Linked DNA regions of Sus scrofa: region 1 is linked to region 2. Evidence: chromatin contacts called from public promoter capture Hi-C data. All regions are on one chromosome and are shown on one strand. Each heading gives the region's core, a stretch centred on a gene start, on an enhancer-like site or on the middle of the called end of the contact. The rest is flanking DNA. Distances are from core to core; before and after follow the strand shown.

Region 1 (2,709 bases), core at 109-2,608, 180 kb before region 2:
AAGGCCCTGCACAACTGCCCAACCTGCCCTTGTTAGGTATGTCTTCCACCAGCCCTGGTCCTCCACCACCCTGGCAGTGCCAAGCTGGTGTGCTGTTCACTGAAGAGACGTTGACTCTCATGCATGGTGTGCTATTAGCTCAGGCTGTTTCTTCATCTGTGAACACCCTTCTCCACCCTCAGACTCCCACTTGACATGCAAGGATCTTTGATCATCTACTCAATGATGCGTTTTCCAACCATCAGGAAGATTTTGCTGTTCTTTCTTCTCTAGATGTTAAAAATGTACCTTTAGGACATTTATTACACTATTCATTTTTCTTTGTCTGCTTATTCCTTTCCTCCAGTTGCTATTTCCTTCTCAAGGGCAGTTATCACAATTCAGAACCTATGGGCTGTTTACTTTGAATGAAAAATAGCTGGAAAGATAGAGGATCTTTCATGATCCCTAGACAAGCCCATGAGATCTGGCTCCATCCTGAAAAAGCTTTCCCAATTGGGGTGGCAAGAAAGAAACATCCAGACACATTATTCTCCAAATTTAACAAAACTCTTCAGGGAGTTGAGATTGTCTGTGCTTAGATTGTAAACTGGCAGCGTTGTGTTAGTCTTCTCTTCCTTGTCTGTAACTGACTTTATTGAGTACCGTGACAGGCAAGAACCAATAAGCCTCAAGATTAATTTCATTTGCTATTTTGGGCCTATAAGATAAAGATTAAACTCCAAAGCAAAACATATAAGGTTCTTATATCATGGATATACCATGCTGTTCTTTATCCCAGGCCTTTGCATGGCTGTTTGCCCTGCCTGGAATCTATATACCTCCACTCGGTACACTTCACCTATTGGCAATTTTCCATACAGGATCCCCCTATCTCATTTTGACAACTCCTTCCAACCCCACCTCTGCTATGACACCACCCTATCTTTCACAACCAAATTTGGCTCTCCTTTTCCACGTTCCCATTGTGTTTTTGAATATTTCTTGTTTATCCCTTATAATTGTTTGCTTCCTCTTTGTTTTCCCTTTGAGACTATGTACTCCTTGATAAATAGGTTTAATTCTTCCCGTCTCTAAAGCTCCAGCATTTGACATAGTGTCTGACACAAGCATGCACTTATTCAATACTCAATGAATGACTGAATGTTTTATTCCCTTATTCAATGAATACTAGCTGCCAAATATCTGTCCTTGGGATTTGGGTGGTTTAACCTTTTGCAGCTCAGTTCCCTAGATGTGGACACAAAGTTAAGGGCGAGTGGATTTTGGAAATTCCAGAGAGTGTCAATAGGGAAGTCTGTCTGCTGGTGACAGAGTCATAGACACCAAAGTTATGCTCTGGATAATAACTTCCATCCACAGGGAGGCAGGACTGATCAAATTAAGGCACATGCCACCTGAGCAGGGTCTAGAGAAACATAGACTTCTAGAACAAGAACTGCAATAGGAGCCAAAGTGAAAGCCTTATTCTGCAAAATAGAAGCATTGGAGGAAATTCATGCTTGAGTTTCTCTCTTTTTCAGCAGAAAGGCTCACCCTCAGGAGTTCAGAATCTTGAGTCATAGCTGCCCTGTAATCACACAGGAAAGCAAAAATGCCAAGGCATACTTGGGGGTGGCTGGAGCCACAGGAAGTGGTTCAGGTGGTGGGCAGAACTAAGTGGACCTGTTAGAAGCTGGGGAGCCTGTGCTGGGGTTTTGAGATGGGGCAGACAGCAGGAACCATGTCCATCTCTGTGTCCTTGCTACTGGGTTTAGCACAAAGCCTCAAAAAATATTTGTGGAATTGTTAAATCATGATTCTTTCCATCATAGGCCACTGGGGAACAGATCAGAGACTAGTGATTAATTTCAAATGATTTGGGCGGGATAGAGGAAGGCAAGAATAAGGAGCCCCTAAGGTCATGCTAAGCCTTCTAATGTGAAATCTAATATGAATGCAAACCTGATTACCTAATAGCTAGAGGCTTATCTGACTTGAAATTGACTCTGCTGTTAAATCCTTATGCGGGGTCATTCCATTTTTAAGGTGCTATTTTAGCTTATCAAAAATTAAAGTATGTTCTCCCCTCCCACATTCCATTTGAGAAGTATATCTGTCATATTAAGATACTTTTTATCAGGTTTACCAGCCTGCTTGTCAAAAGTTTATTACAGTTAGTCTCCAGAGAATTATAAATATCTTTATCCTCAGATGTGGTTGTGTTGGAGGAAGGGTGGGGAAAAAGGAGGATAAGGGTGGCAGTTGATCTTTTAAAAGCCATTGCCCTATTAAGTACTTTGAATTGCTTCTCTATTGTTCTTTTCCATGAGTTTGAGCTCTAATAAACTTGTTGATCTGAGGGACCTGGTTCCATGTTGGTAAGGTTGTGGGAGGTGGTTCGTGTTTTTCCTTGGCCAAATTCTCATATTCTTCCTGTGAGGGATAGTGGTATTTCTCTTGAAGAACTATTAATAATTTATTTTTATCTTGTAAACAGCATGCATAACTGGTGGTGTTTTGCTCTTTGCAACTCGTATTTGTGCAATGGCTGAATGTTTTGTGTCCCACTTCTTGTCGATTCATTTTAAAAACGGAGTCAAAATAACAACCATTATTGACCACTCACTGTGTTCCATGCACTGAACCTTACATTCTCTTAATCCTCACTACCTGCAGTCCTTTATGAATTAAGTTCTACTTTTATCTCCTTTTTGCACATGGAGAGAG
Region 2 (2,806 bases), core at 146-2,645:
GTCTCCAAGTCAGATACGAGCCTGCAAGCGGGTTGAGCGCCGGCCCGGCTGCTGCGGGGGGACAGCTGCAAGATCGCTGTGCCAGTCTGCGGTAGGTCGCAGGTAAAGCGCTGCTGCAGACTGAAAAATCACTCGACGTGCGAGAGGTATCTGAAGTAAGGAGAAAACCCAGAGCACCGAGTACAGTTGTCATCGCCACACCGCTTCCAGTGCACCCAGGAGAACCTCTGCTTTTGCACAAGCGCTGAAACGATACCTGGGCATTCCCTTACTTTGATTAGAATGCGAGCAACGTTTTGAAATAAGTTGGTCTCCATGTGTGCACCATCAGAGCCTAATGCAATGCCTGGCACCAGAAAGGTGCTCAGAAAGTAAGTAAGGAGCTCAGCTCCACAGCCGCGACCATCATAGCGCGGGCAGGGGCCCTTCCAAAGTTCCGCGGTTGCAAACACAACCCCGCAGGGGCTGCCACTTCCGGAAGTCTCCACAGCCCGCCGGCGCGCACTCCTCCCCTCCTCCAAACTCCCATACTCTGAAACTACCTACCAGCAACGGCGACCAGCAGACAGACAGCACGCACATGATCCCCATGAGCTGGATGGCCGTCTCAGTCGTGATCCGGCCCCACTGGGCGCTGGACTGCGACGCCGTGGCCTTGGCGCGGCAGCGGGACACCAGAGCCTTAATGGTAGCCAGGTTGCAGGCAAAGGTAACAACCAGCGCTGAGAGCCCCAAGAATGAAAAGGCAGAAGCGAAGAAAATGTTGCCCCAGTTGTTCTCGGAGCTAGTCTCGTTGCCCCCTGTCCTGGTGCTAATGAAGCACCACGTCCCGGGCCACTGGATGGTGTACTGGCCCACGCCCAGCACCGGCAACAGGGCGAAGGCGAGCACCGCCAGCCACACGCCAAGCAGCACCGCGCGGGTGGCGCTCGTCTTCATGTGGCTCGAGTACCAGTGCGGTGCCCGGATGGCCAGCGCCCGCTCGACGGCCATGGCACTGGCGATGAAGAGCGAGGAGAGCCCAAAGGCGGTCATGGTCAAGCCGAAAAAGGTGCACAGCCGCCCGGACGGGTCGAGCTGCTCCCAGCGCTGGTGGGACAGGTACAGGACGATGACCACCGGGCTGGTAAGCAGCTGTCCGACCATGTCGGTGAGCGCCAGCCAGCCGATGCACAGCAGGAACGACTTCTTGCGCTTGCTCTCCCGGCGCCGGTAGCTCTGCGACACCAGCAGCATGGCCAGCGCGTTGCCCACGAAGCCAGTGATCAGCATGGTCATCGGGAAGACTACGGACACTGAGCCGCAATCCTCGCTGGACCCCAGGGAGCGCGTGAGGTTGCCCTGCTCCTCAGCGGAGCGCTCGGGCGCCCACATGCCCGAGTAGGAGAGGTTGAGGCGCGTGCAGAAAGGGGCGCCCCCCTGGTCCCGGGTCTCCTTCATGTTGTCCTCGAGGTGAGGAGGGGATGGCGCCCAGAGAGAAGCAACGGGAGCCGGCAGACGGGACGCGGGCGGCGGAGGCTGTCTGTGGCGACCAGGGCTGAGGCTGGGGCTGGGCTGCCCTCCATGATGCGGGGCGCAGCCGCCGCCTTACTTCGCCTCTTCGGAGGCGGCGCCAGGGCTTTTTGGCCGCGCCGCAGCCGCGCCGTCGGCTCCGGGAAGCGTTCAGAGGCCGGGCAAGCCGAGGTGCCCGGGGCCTTGTATAAGCCCGAGGGGGGCGGGGCGCCCGTGAGGTAGGAGGAGGATGCAGCAGCAGCTGCGCGCCTCTCTCCGCTGCAGCGTGACCACGGGTTGGCCGCCGGGGCTGGGAAAACCCTCCGGACGACTCCTCTCGAAATGCCCCAGGTCCTGGCCGGACCCGACGCCCAGCCAGGGCGCTTTGCCCCGCTTGGCGCCTCCTCGGGTTCTCTGCCAGACGAGCGTCGGTGGGCGGCGGAGGCTACGCTACCTCCAGCCTGTTGTCCAGGCGGACCTGAGTCCCCGCCCCCCTCATTCTCCATCCACAGGCACTTGTGCAAGGACCAGATCGTCCTCCCGAAGCTCTTTTGTAACCGGGCAGGTGTATCTCACTTGACCCTGAGCAATGTAAGCAAACCTGTTGCAGAGAGGAGAGTGGACGTTTTTCCTTTACTACCTCGGGACTACTAGCGTGATCGTGAGCAGGCCAAGTTGCTCTGTCCCAGAGGAACACTTGAAACTGTAAACTTAGTACAGGAAAACAAAATAAAATCAGATGGTGGAATTCAAAAATAAAGAAATCCCAACTACCACCCACCACCACCACATTCTTCCCTTCCTAAAAAAAAAAAAAAAAAAAAAAAAAAAAATTCATCTAGGGCAAAAGTGGCTAGAGGCAGGTGGCAGCCATTCACTATCTCATTTATCTCAGCGCATCTAAGATACTGAAATCAAAGTCTGCCTGCCTAAGGAGCTGGAGAGGAACGGGGGAGAAGGGCAGAGGCAAGAGGCAAGCTCTTATAGAGCCTCCCACCATCTTTTTCCAACCCTTGCCCATTCTTATGCAGTTAGGACTAGAAACTGTATTTACATGTATGAAGGCCTTCACCTAATCTTTTGTTAAACCAGTATTTTATGTTTCTACAACCATGTTTTTTTCCCAGACATGGCCCAAGGTCCTGTTAGTATTATTCCTTCTTCTTTTAAGGTGAGGTGACTGAGGTTCCATGAAGTTAAAGGAAGTGCCCAAATCTTTTAGCAATTCTCAGTCTCCATCTTTTTACCTGAAGCACAGTGTTCTTTACATGGATACCATAACCACTCTCAATAGGTGAAAATCAATGTTAAGACC

Evidence for each region. Promoter capture Hi-C pulls out the DNA fragments that hold promoters and counts their contacts.
Region 1: a contact with region 2 is called in a promoter capture Hi-C map of fetal liver, with 5 times the contacts expected there. The contact joins the enhancer-like site here to the promoter of PTGER3 in region 2. A contact is called at or near these places in 3 of 5 promoter capture datasets (fetal liver and liver) and 16 of 47 Hi-C or Micro-C datasets (alveolar macrophages, brain, embryonic fibroblasts and 11 more).

Annotation. Positions count from the first base shown.
Region 1 is chr6:142,136,425-142,139,133 of Sscrofa11.1, reverse strand. The region is part of intron 3 of LOC106507649 (a long non-coding RNA gene); the gene reads left to right. It also overlaps a transcript of PTGER3 not described here. Among named protein-coding and RNA genes, the nearest start is that of PTGER3, 180 kb to the right of the region's middle. Within about 2 kb of position 1,358, at least 3 of the 83 cell types and tissues checked have an H3K27ac peak or open chromatin away from gene starts, as enhancers often do. A contact at or near this core is called in fetal liver, where this site is marked.
Region 2 is chr6:141,958,031-141,960,836 of Sscrofa11.1, reverse strand. PTGER3 (prostaglandin E receptor 3) reads right to left here and starts at 1,395. Exons shown (of 3, transcript NM_213834.1): 1 at 547-1,395. The coding sequence starts at 1,374.